3 separate regions of the Mus musculus genome follow, and regions 1 and 2 are each linked to region 3. Evidence: chromatin contacts called from public HiChIP or PLAC-seq data. All regions are on one chromosome and are shown on one strand. The core of a region is the stretch at or near the end of the contact, and the rest is flanking DNA. Distances in the headings are between cores, read along the strand shown. Region 1 overlaps Sesn1 (sestrin 1). Region 2 overlaps Armc2 (armadillo repeat containing 2). Region 3 overlaps Foxo3 (forkhead box O3).

The links. HiChIP or PLAC-seq counts read pairs in DNA pulled down with a chosen protein or histone mark.
Region 1: a contact with region 3 is called in an H3K27ac HiChIP or PLAC-seq map of heart atrium, with 7 read pairs. The contact joins two enhancer-like sites. A contact is called at or near these places in 1 of 484 Hi-C or Micro-C datasets (liver), 3 of 115 datasets of contacts at active chromatin or transcription factors (embryonic stem cells, heart atrium and stem cell-derived neural progenitor cells) and 1 of 9 other capture datasets (adipose tissue).
Region 2: a contact with region 3 is called in an H3K27ac HiChIP or PLAC-seq map of heart atrium, with 8 read pairs. The contact joins two enhancer-like sites. A contact is called at or near these places in 1 of 15 datasets of contacts at CTCF or cohesin (the NIH/3T3 cell line) and 1 of 115 datasets of contacts at active chromatin or transcription factors (heart atrium).

What each region holds. Positions count from the first base shown.
Region 1 is chr10:41,892,640-41,895,339 of GRCm38.p6, reverse strand. It overlaps Sesn1 (sestrin 1), which reads right to left. Exons shown (of 10, transcript NM_001162908.1): 2 at 1,233-1,298; 3 at 320-520. Among named protein-coding and RNA genes, the nearest start is that of Gm33058, 65 kb to the left of the region's middle. Within about 2 kb of position 1,284, at least 118 of the 459 cell types and tissues checked have an H3K27ac peak or open chromatin away from gene starts, as enhancers often do. A contact at or near this core is called in adipose tissue, heart atrium and liver, where this site is marked.
Region 2 is chr10:41,933,261-41,936,146 of GRCm38.p6, reverse strand. All of the region lies in intron 12 of Armc2 (armadillo repeat containing 2), which reads left to right. Among named protein-coding and RNA genes, the nearest start is that of Gm33058, 24 kb to the left of the region's middle. Within about 2 kb of position 1,351, at least 158 of the 459 cell types and tissues checked have an H3K27ac peak or open chromatin away from gene starts, as enhancers often do. A contact at or near this core is called in heart atrium, where this site is marked.
Region 3 is chr10:42,250,031-42,252,730 of GRCm38.p6, reverse strand. The region is part of intron 2 of Foxo3 (forkhead box O3); the gene reads left to right. The region is part of intron 1 of Gm38485 (a long non-coding RNA gene); the gene reads left to right. Among named protein-coding and RNA genes, the nearest start is that of Gm38485, 23 kb to the left of the region's middle. Within about 2 kb of position 1,275, at least 124 of the 459 cell types and tissues checked have an H3K27ac peak or open chromatin away from gene starts, as enhancers often do. A contact at or near this core is called in adipose tissue, heart atrium and liver, where this site is marked.

The DNA of each region.
Region 1 (2,700 bases), core at 35-2,534, 360 kb after region 3:
CTGAAGCATGCGAGAGCGCATGCACACACACACACACACACACACACACACACACACACACACACACAGAGTACATTTTAAAAAAATGGTTCTTAATATTGTATAAAACTACTCGTAGTGGTTTTTTTTTGGTTATACTTGAAAACATACTTATTTAAAGTCAGGAAAAAATAGAAACTATCTGATTATATGCTATTACAAGTCAGAATATGATTACAAGTCAGACAATAAGTAATATATTTATCCTATGTCAAAAGCATTAATCCTCTTAAATTAAAAAAAAAAAAAAGAAAGAAATTTTCATTGGATTTTTACAAACCATGATTCCAATGTAGTGCCGATAATGGAGGGGTAATGGCCCATCCATTTGTAGTAGGTAGTGTTGAGTCTTTAAGAAACTTTCTAAATATTGTGGATGGAAAACCATCACTAATGTGATGTTATCCAGACGACCCAAAGCAGCAAAGGAGTCTGCAAATAACGCATGCATCTGTGCGTCTTCACTGCCCACCTGCAGCATCTGTGGGAAGGAGAGGAGAGCCACAGTTGCACACACTATAAACCGGTTAAAGAGAACAGGAATGTGGTGCACCGATCTATTTACAAGTAGATTACAGTTTCCTGAGAGGACTTGTGATTTAAACTTGTAGCTGAAGAATAGTCCCATTATATGGTGGGAGATAAACAACAAAGGCTGAACTGAACTTTAGATAAAGGGTCTAGATAAGCTGCAGAGTTGACAAGAATCCAGACGAAGAAGCAGACTGTTAAATACCCAGATTTTGCAAGCAGACATTAAAACCTTTCCTTACAACACTATTCTCATTTAATGAGAAGAGAATCACAATTAATAGCAAAAACTTATGACAATAAAGCATAGCTGCTTCTACATATGTGGAATTAAAGGTCTGGTGCAGTGCTCTCACCAGTCAGATGGAGCACCTCTGCTTCCAAGCAAGGTCTAAACATATGCAGGTGGAGGGAGGGAGTCAACAACAAGGCTCAGTTTTACTTGATTAAGTACAGGTGCTTAAAATGCATCATGAAATCCTAGAAATCAATATGACCCTGACAGCTTTCTAATCCCATGACCTCACTGCCAAAGCATGACTAACTCTGAATAACTGTGTAAAACATGCTGTTGACCAGCAATCATTCAGATGCCAGATGTGGGCCATGAAAATGTTTCCTTAAAAGCAGGCAGTTCACTGTGTACTTTCAAAACAGCATACCTCCTTCTCTGGGATGAACCTGCTTGGTCCGTGTCCTAGTGGCCGAGGGATTCTGATTCCAAGTTCCTAGAAAAGAAAATTACACCATCTCAGATCTCCAGCAGTAAACAGCACAGACTGAGGCTAAAGGAGCAAGAGGAAAAGCAGCCAGCCTTGCTAGTCATTTGTTCTCACAGCTATATATACACACCAGTTCCTCTATTTGCATCACACAGCTAACACCTTCTAATATGACTGTCTAAAAACAATAAAACCTGTTTCACTAAAACCAGAGTTTTGCATAAAGCTCTTGGCAGAGAGTCTGGAACAGAAAGTTCAGCACACAGTGGCCAAACCCGTGGGCTGTCAGTGATACAAAACAAGACCAGTGTGTGTGTGTGTGTGTGTGTGTGTGTGTCTAACTCAACAAAAGCATCACTCCTTGTCAGGAAATAAAAACAACAATATCTCTATATAGACATCTTAAGACATCATTACTGTATTAATAAAACACGTCAAGGCAAGCAGTGGCATGTGACAAGTGAAAAGGCAGCTGAATCCACAGTCAGGACTCCAGTGGGGCATGCTCTCTGTGGTTAAGTGAGAACACTTCAGGAAAACCAAGTTTGGGCCTGTTTACAATCTTGCTAACATTCTGCCTTTTGACACAATCTAGAATTCTTTCTCTTATACTGACAGAGCAGCACATTAGCAGGAACAGAAAGCCTACTGTTAGGACTTCCTCCCCTATACAATGCTCTTGACATAATATCAAAATAACCATAATAAAACTTTTGAGGGCAATCAATCCATTATCGCTTTAAGCTGTAAAATAAAGTAAATACAACTGAAGATCCTTATTATTTATAAAATTGTTACATACAAATACTAGTTTTTTGTTTAAAAGAGGAAGACTATTGGCATGGATACAGAACTGTAGCCAAGAGTAAAACATTATAAAAACAGATATTCCCAACTCCTGTTCTGTGTGTGTGCACTATGTGTCTGTATGTATGCCTCTGTGTGTGTGTGTGTGTGTGTTTGTGAGAATATGGGAGAGCATGTACTGTGTAGCTCATGTGGAAGTCAGAAGACAACAGTCTCTTCTTTTTGCATTGTGTGTGCCAGGCTAGCTGGCTCTTGGACTTCTGGGGGCTTCTCTTTCTCCCTTCCATGTTCCTGTAGGCCTATGGGATTATTTGTTTGTGCTATGCATTCAGGTTTTACATGGGTTCCCAGGATTTGAACTTAGGTCCTCATACTTGTGTGGTGAGTGGTTTTACCCACTGAGCTATCTCCCCAACTTAGCTGCTTTGCTTTTAAGAAAAAACTGGGAGGGAACAGAGTGAATCCAAGAAGTTTGTTCTGAGCAAATGAAAATCTTTTGAATACAATACATTTTTTAAATCTCACACAGGGCTAGGAATGTAGCTTAGTTGGTAGAGTGCTTATTTAGTGTACAGCTGTAATCCCAGCACTTGGGATGTGG
Region 2 (2,886 bases), core at 102-2,601, 320 kb after region 3:
TTAAATGTCATTAAAACGGTCCAATGTTCCTGTAGATTTTCCCTTTGAAAGAGCACAGATGTGTGTAAATGTGTGTTTAGCCACATCTGAACTTCGTAAGTTTGCAGCAGACATGTTTGAGAGTGGTGTGTTATTTCTGTTGACAACAAATCTTACTCCCAGCCCTGGGTGAAGTGAGCTGAGTTTGTATGTGGTATTTCTCTGGGGGTGTGGGCAGGGGTGGGGGTGGGGCTCTACAGAAGTTTTCAGAATAGACTTCCACAGGGGCAACAAGCGAGTTCTCAACTTATGTACAAGTGCTAAGACAATCTGTAGCTCAGGTCTCAATGGGCACAAAACTGAGACAGAAAACAGTTGCCATCAACTCCATTCAAAGCCACACTTTCCAGTTTAGGTAAGAATTCCTATCAAGATCCAATTAAATGGTAGATCTCATTTAAGCACTAGGCACATATTGTCTGCTTTATGGTGTAAATTGCATTTGGTACAAACCAAATGTGCAAACAGATGGGCTTAATAAGGGAGAAGGAGCAAGCTGTGGTGCTGAGGCAGGGCTAGCTTCTGAGGTGCCTCTGATGTCAGCACTACTACATTTAGAAGCCCATCACAGTATGTGTGGGTTTGAATTTTGGAAGAACATAAAGGGATTTTCCCCATCTCTTCTGTAAATATCTACTGGGCAAGAACTCTGGTAGAAAATGCCTGAAATAAGACTTATGTAAGGGGCAGCCTTTTACAAAGGTCACACGAAGTTCACAAAGAACAATCCTTATCTACATTAGCCGCCCCGTCACCACGGATCCTCCTCCGCCTCTCCAGCTCTCCCACTTTTGGACAGGGCAGATTTCTTTCTTTCTCCTTTTCTAAACAGAGCTACTAAATGCGGCGGGATGACAGGCAAAGCTTGGCAAGCAGGGTCCGGCATCACCAGACTGGCCCTTCTTGTGCTGTATTTTTAAAGTCAGCCTCTTGTTCTGCATAGTTCCACTCAGACCTGGAGGGTGAGCCACCCCTCCAGCCAGGCATGCAGCATGAGCTCTGATTTGGACAGCTCCGACATCCTGTTGCAGGAAGAGAGAGACCTGGAATGGCTGGAGATGGGGCGGCAAGCAGAGCGTCCCACCCTCCCCATGTTTCTAACTTGGGCCAGGCATTTAGCCGCGCAGAGATAACCCACCCTCCCTTCCTCACATCCTCTTAGCAACTGTGCTGGATTGGTTAGGAAGAGCCCTCCACCCCTTTCCCCTGGTGTCTTTGTGTGGCAACTTGCTTCCACTGGCTCTCTGCCTCCTCCCTGGCAGGAGTGTGCCCTTTGGCTGCCTTCCCAGCCTCTCTGCAGGCACATTCCCAGCGGTGCTGGGCGAGCGAGCAGGCAGGCGAGCAAGTGAGAGCATTTGGCTGAGTGAGCTCCTTGTTCAGCCTTGCCCTCGTTCTGCACCCCTGACCGGGCAGGCTCAGTGGGCCGAAGCTTGCTCATTCTTTCCAGCTCCCACTGTTTTTGTCCTTGTGGAACGGGCTCTTCCCCCACTCAGCTCAGAGCCCAAATGCCTTTATGTCTGTGCCTTAAAAAAGAACCCATCGCAGTAAAAGTCTAACTGTTGCCCTGGTGTTTTTGAGGGGGAGCCACATTCAGAGGTGTGGAGTGTGGGTACTCAGTGAATAATTGCTGATAGGGTGGCTGGGTTGGCAGTTGGATGGGTGGGTAGGTGGTCATCTCTGCCTTCAGAATGGTCTGCTTAGGTCTGCAGTTTTGAGTCTGTGGTCTCTCAGATTGGTCTGATTATATATATATATATATATATATATATATATATATATGAATGAATGAATATGTATTCTCTCAGGCTAACCGTCAACCCGCCGCCAGTGCTGATAGGATAGGTAAATCAGTATTTTCTCAGAAGTCTGCAGCCTGCCTTTGGTGACTTTTATTCTTTAGCCACCTGTAAACTCAAATGTTTAGGTTTTATTTAAGGGTGGAAAGTCGGATAAAGCAAACTGGAAATCCTAACTCAACTCTAAGATGCAGGCAGTTTTAGCCAGTTTAAAACAGGGTGTCTTGATTAATTTTCTGGTTAAGGGCATGGGGAGTGTTAAATTTTCAACCCCCTTTAACTTAATTCTTAAAGGTCCTTCTAAAATGTTTTCCTAGGCTGGATAGGAGTTGTCTCCTAAGTATGAGGAGTCTGTGGAACATAGTTTATTCCTTCTGTGACAGCTTGACATCAGTCCTTTGCCTGTGGTCAGCATCATGCACGGGGACTATTTTAGGGTGCCGTGTGAGAATCATGTGTCCACTCTGGCTGCCTGTGGGTGGTAAAGCACTATCAGTCACACGGGGCAGATGGCTGAGTTGGATGCTCCTTAGGGTGAGGGGACAGGCAGTGGATGCTTTTGAGCAGAGGAGATTGCTCTGCTCCTGAGATGAAGAGATTCCAAGTCTCCTCCTGCAGTGCACAGACCGGCCACCAGGGGCGCCTTTCACAAGAGAAGTGAGGCAACCAGTTTGAGAGGTTGGTGAAGGGTCAAAGATGCCCGGTGCAGGCCTTTAATCCCAGTACTCAGAAGGCAGAAACAGGCAGATCTCTGTGAGTTTGCAGCCATACAGGGCTATGTGGAGAGACCCTGTCTTAAACCCCCGCCCCCTGAAAAATGCCTCAAGTCTGTGGGACATTGGAGGTTGAGGGTAGTTGGGAATGAGGTATTGAAGTGCATTAGCATGCTCAGACAGGCCCTGAGTGCCCCTCACCGTGTCCTTCAGTCTCCAGAAGCCTCAGTTTCCGTACGTCAGGGTGGGGGTGGCAATCTCTTGTTGGCTTTAGGCCAATATCCCTCAGATGGAAGAAGGTAGCTCCCATAGTAGCTCCTGCTGTTGCTAATGCCCTG
Region 3 (2,700 bases), core at 26-2,525:
GGCAGAAGTTTTCTGAGTTCTAAGTCAGCTTAGGCTACATAAGTCAATTTCCAGTCAGTCTGGGCTATAGGGTGAGACTTGATTTCAAAGAAAGAAAAAAATTCATTTTGTGAATTTCTCAGCGCTTGGCTTGTTCCTTTTGCTAGTTTGTTGATTGGATTGCGTTGACTGGATTGGTTTTTTTTTTTTTCCCATTAAATTATATTAAAAAAATTAAGATTTAAAAAAAGATAAATTGAGGTTGTTGAACAGTTAACTATCTTTAATGAGCTGCTACATTTTATAATTTTTAACGAATGGGTTATTTTACTATTCCAGACATTCAGTTGTGTGTGGATAGCTTTACAGGCGTGCATTTGTTATATAAAACCACACATGTGCCAATGTGTAGACATGCCTTCTTCCCTCTCTCTCGTCAGTTCTGCTGCTTTTACAGTCCCCAGTTTTAAGAAAGAAAAAGCAGGGGCTAAGATGGAGCTTCAACTGTAAAAAGGGCCACAGAGCACACTGCTGCAGTGCCCTGCTGACCAGGAACAGTAGGCTGTACGTTCACCAAAGTAGCTTGGCTCGGCCTTGCCTTGACACCAGGGCCTCAGGGTCAGGGTGTGTGTGTGTGTGTGTGTGTGTGTGTGTGTGTGTGGCTTAGCGGGGGGGCCTTCTGGTGTGCTGGGGGAGGAAGGTAAACAGACTGGCTACCCCCCTGCTCACTGTCGTGTCTCCTGACTTAGATGTAGAGAAGAATAAAGGAGAGCTTAATGCTTTTGCTGGACTGCGATGAAGGTGCCTCACTCGGTCCCTGAATGTTTATAATGTGACCAGATTGCTGTGGGCTTTACAGCAGCATGTGTGCAATGCATGTTCTTCAAGGACTTTCCTCTGAGCCTTTCCTTGGGTCTGCTTTGAGTTTGAGAGGGTAGGAGGGGTTCACCATAAATCTGATCTGAGGAGAAATGGATGGCTTTCGGGAGTCCACTGTGGCCTGGTCCACAAGAAGCTCTTTCCTCTGATCCCGTTTTATTTCAGAAAAGGATTGGTTTATTTTTTGTTTGTTTGTTTGTTTGTTTTGTTTTGTTTTGTTTTTAAGCCAGCTAAATGGCAGAGAGAAATATAGGCTGTACTTTTTGTAATTTTTCTTGGTCACAGGCAGCCCACAGTTAAGAGCCTGGTGATGTAAGCTCGCAATCCAGGGGTTCTGGAGTCTCTGCCAGGCCAGGCTCTGGCTGCCCCGGGCTCCGCAGACACAGGCATGACCTGGATCTTTGTTTACTTCCTTTCCAAGTGCTGGGGACATTCAGTTCTAAGAAGGACTGTGTGCTTGCACAAACACTCCTGCCAGCCTCTCAGGCCTTGGTTCCCGCCTGTCTTGGAAAGCGCACCGTCCCTCAGGCAGGCCTTTACTCTTAGAGTGCACTCTGCAGGATTCTAGTCCAGGCTTGCAAGCTTCTCTCTGCCTCTGGTCTAGGCTGGAACCTCAGCTGCAGCTGCCATTACATCAGGCAGGGCTTGCTGCTCCGTAGTGTGGGCTTTTGGAAAGCAGGGCTTTCCCTATGCGCAGTGTTGACTTCCCCGGGTCTGAGGCAGAGCCTCCCTGTTGCTGGTGCGAGTGAGTTTCCAAATGATTCTTTTGTAGTTTCATGATTAAAACAAAAGCATTGGCTGTTGTCAGGATAATACTGCAAAAGCAAGCAGGAGTTTTTGTTTTGTTTTGTTTTGTTTTTTTAACCTTTCATCCTCTGTTGTGTTACTGGCATTATGAGTTTCATACTTCATCATGTTCCGTATGGTACTGTAAGCCTTAACTATTAGTGTGCATACAGCATGGGCACATAGGTACATAAAGTTACTACGAAGACAGGGATTCACTATCAGGATTTAATTTAAATTCTCTTTAGAGGAATAATAATCACACTTGGGGAAAGAAAAGAAATGCATTTATTTAGAGGATGCAGCAACCAGGAGTCATGAATGAGGAATTGAGACATACTTTGTCGGATGTGTTGCTCACAGAATCTGTTTTGGATCAGAAACCCTCCAACTTTTCCCCGTTTGGTATTGGAACTTGTGGCTCATTTATGAGTGTGGCGTTGCAGTGTTCACACTGCTGGGAACCTTGGAACTCGTTCTAGCTCAGCCTTCCGTTTGGACAGAGAAGCTGCAGTGGGCTCAAGAATGGCGGGATGCCTTGGGAGCAGAGTGGTCGGGATCAGAAGATACCACAACCCCCCCCCCCCCCCTTAACCGTTAGAAGGAAGGCTGGCTTGCTGTGCTTGGGGCTGTGGGCGTTGGGAATGAAGATGGAGCCTGGAGTACTAGATTGTGTTATTTACAAACCTCAGTGGAGCTGGGGCTCATGTTTACAGCTGTTAGGGCTCTTTCAAATGAAATTTATTATTTTAGTATTGTTGAAATAATTATAAATAAAATAGCACTGATCATAAAGAATGTTTGGAGGAGAAAAGGAAGAGTGACATTAAGTTAAAGGTGGTCCGTTTCCCTTTGAGTGCCAGTGTAGACAGGCAGCCATCCTAAAACATAAGTGTCATGTGAGGCTTGTGGCTTATCTTTCTCCACTGGAGATCTCTGAGGTCTTGCATGATATGGCAGTTAAACAATCTTTACATGGCTGTTCATTTTCTTTGCTAAACAGGACTTCTCAGGGCAGTTCTGACTCAAGAGAAATTCCATTATATCCTTCTGATG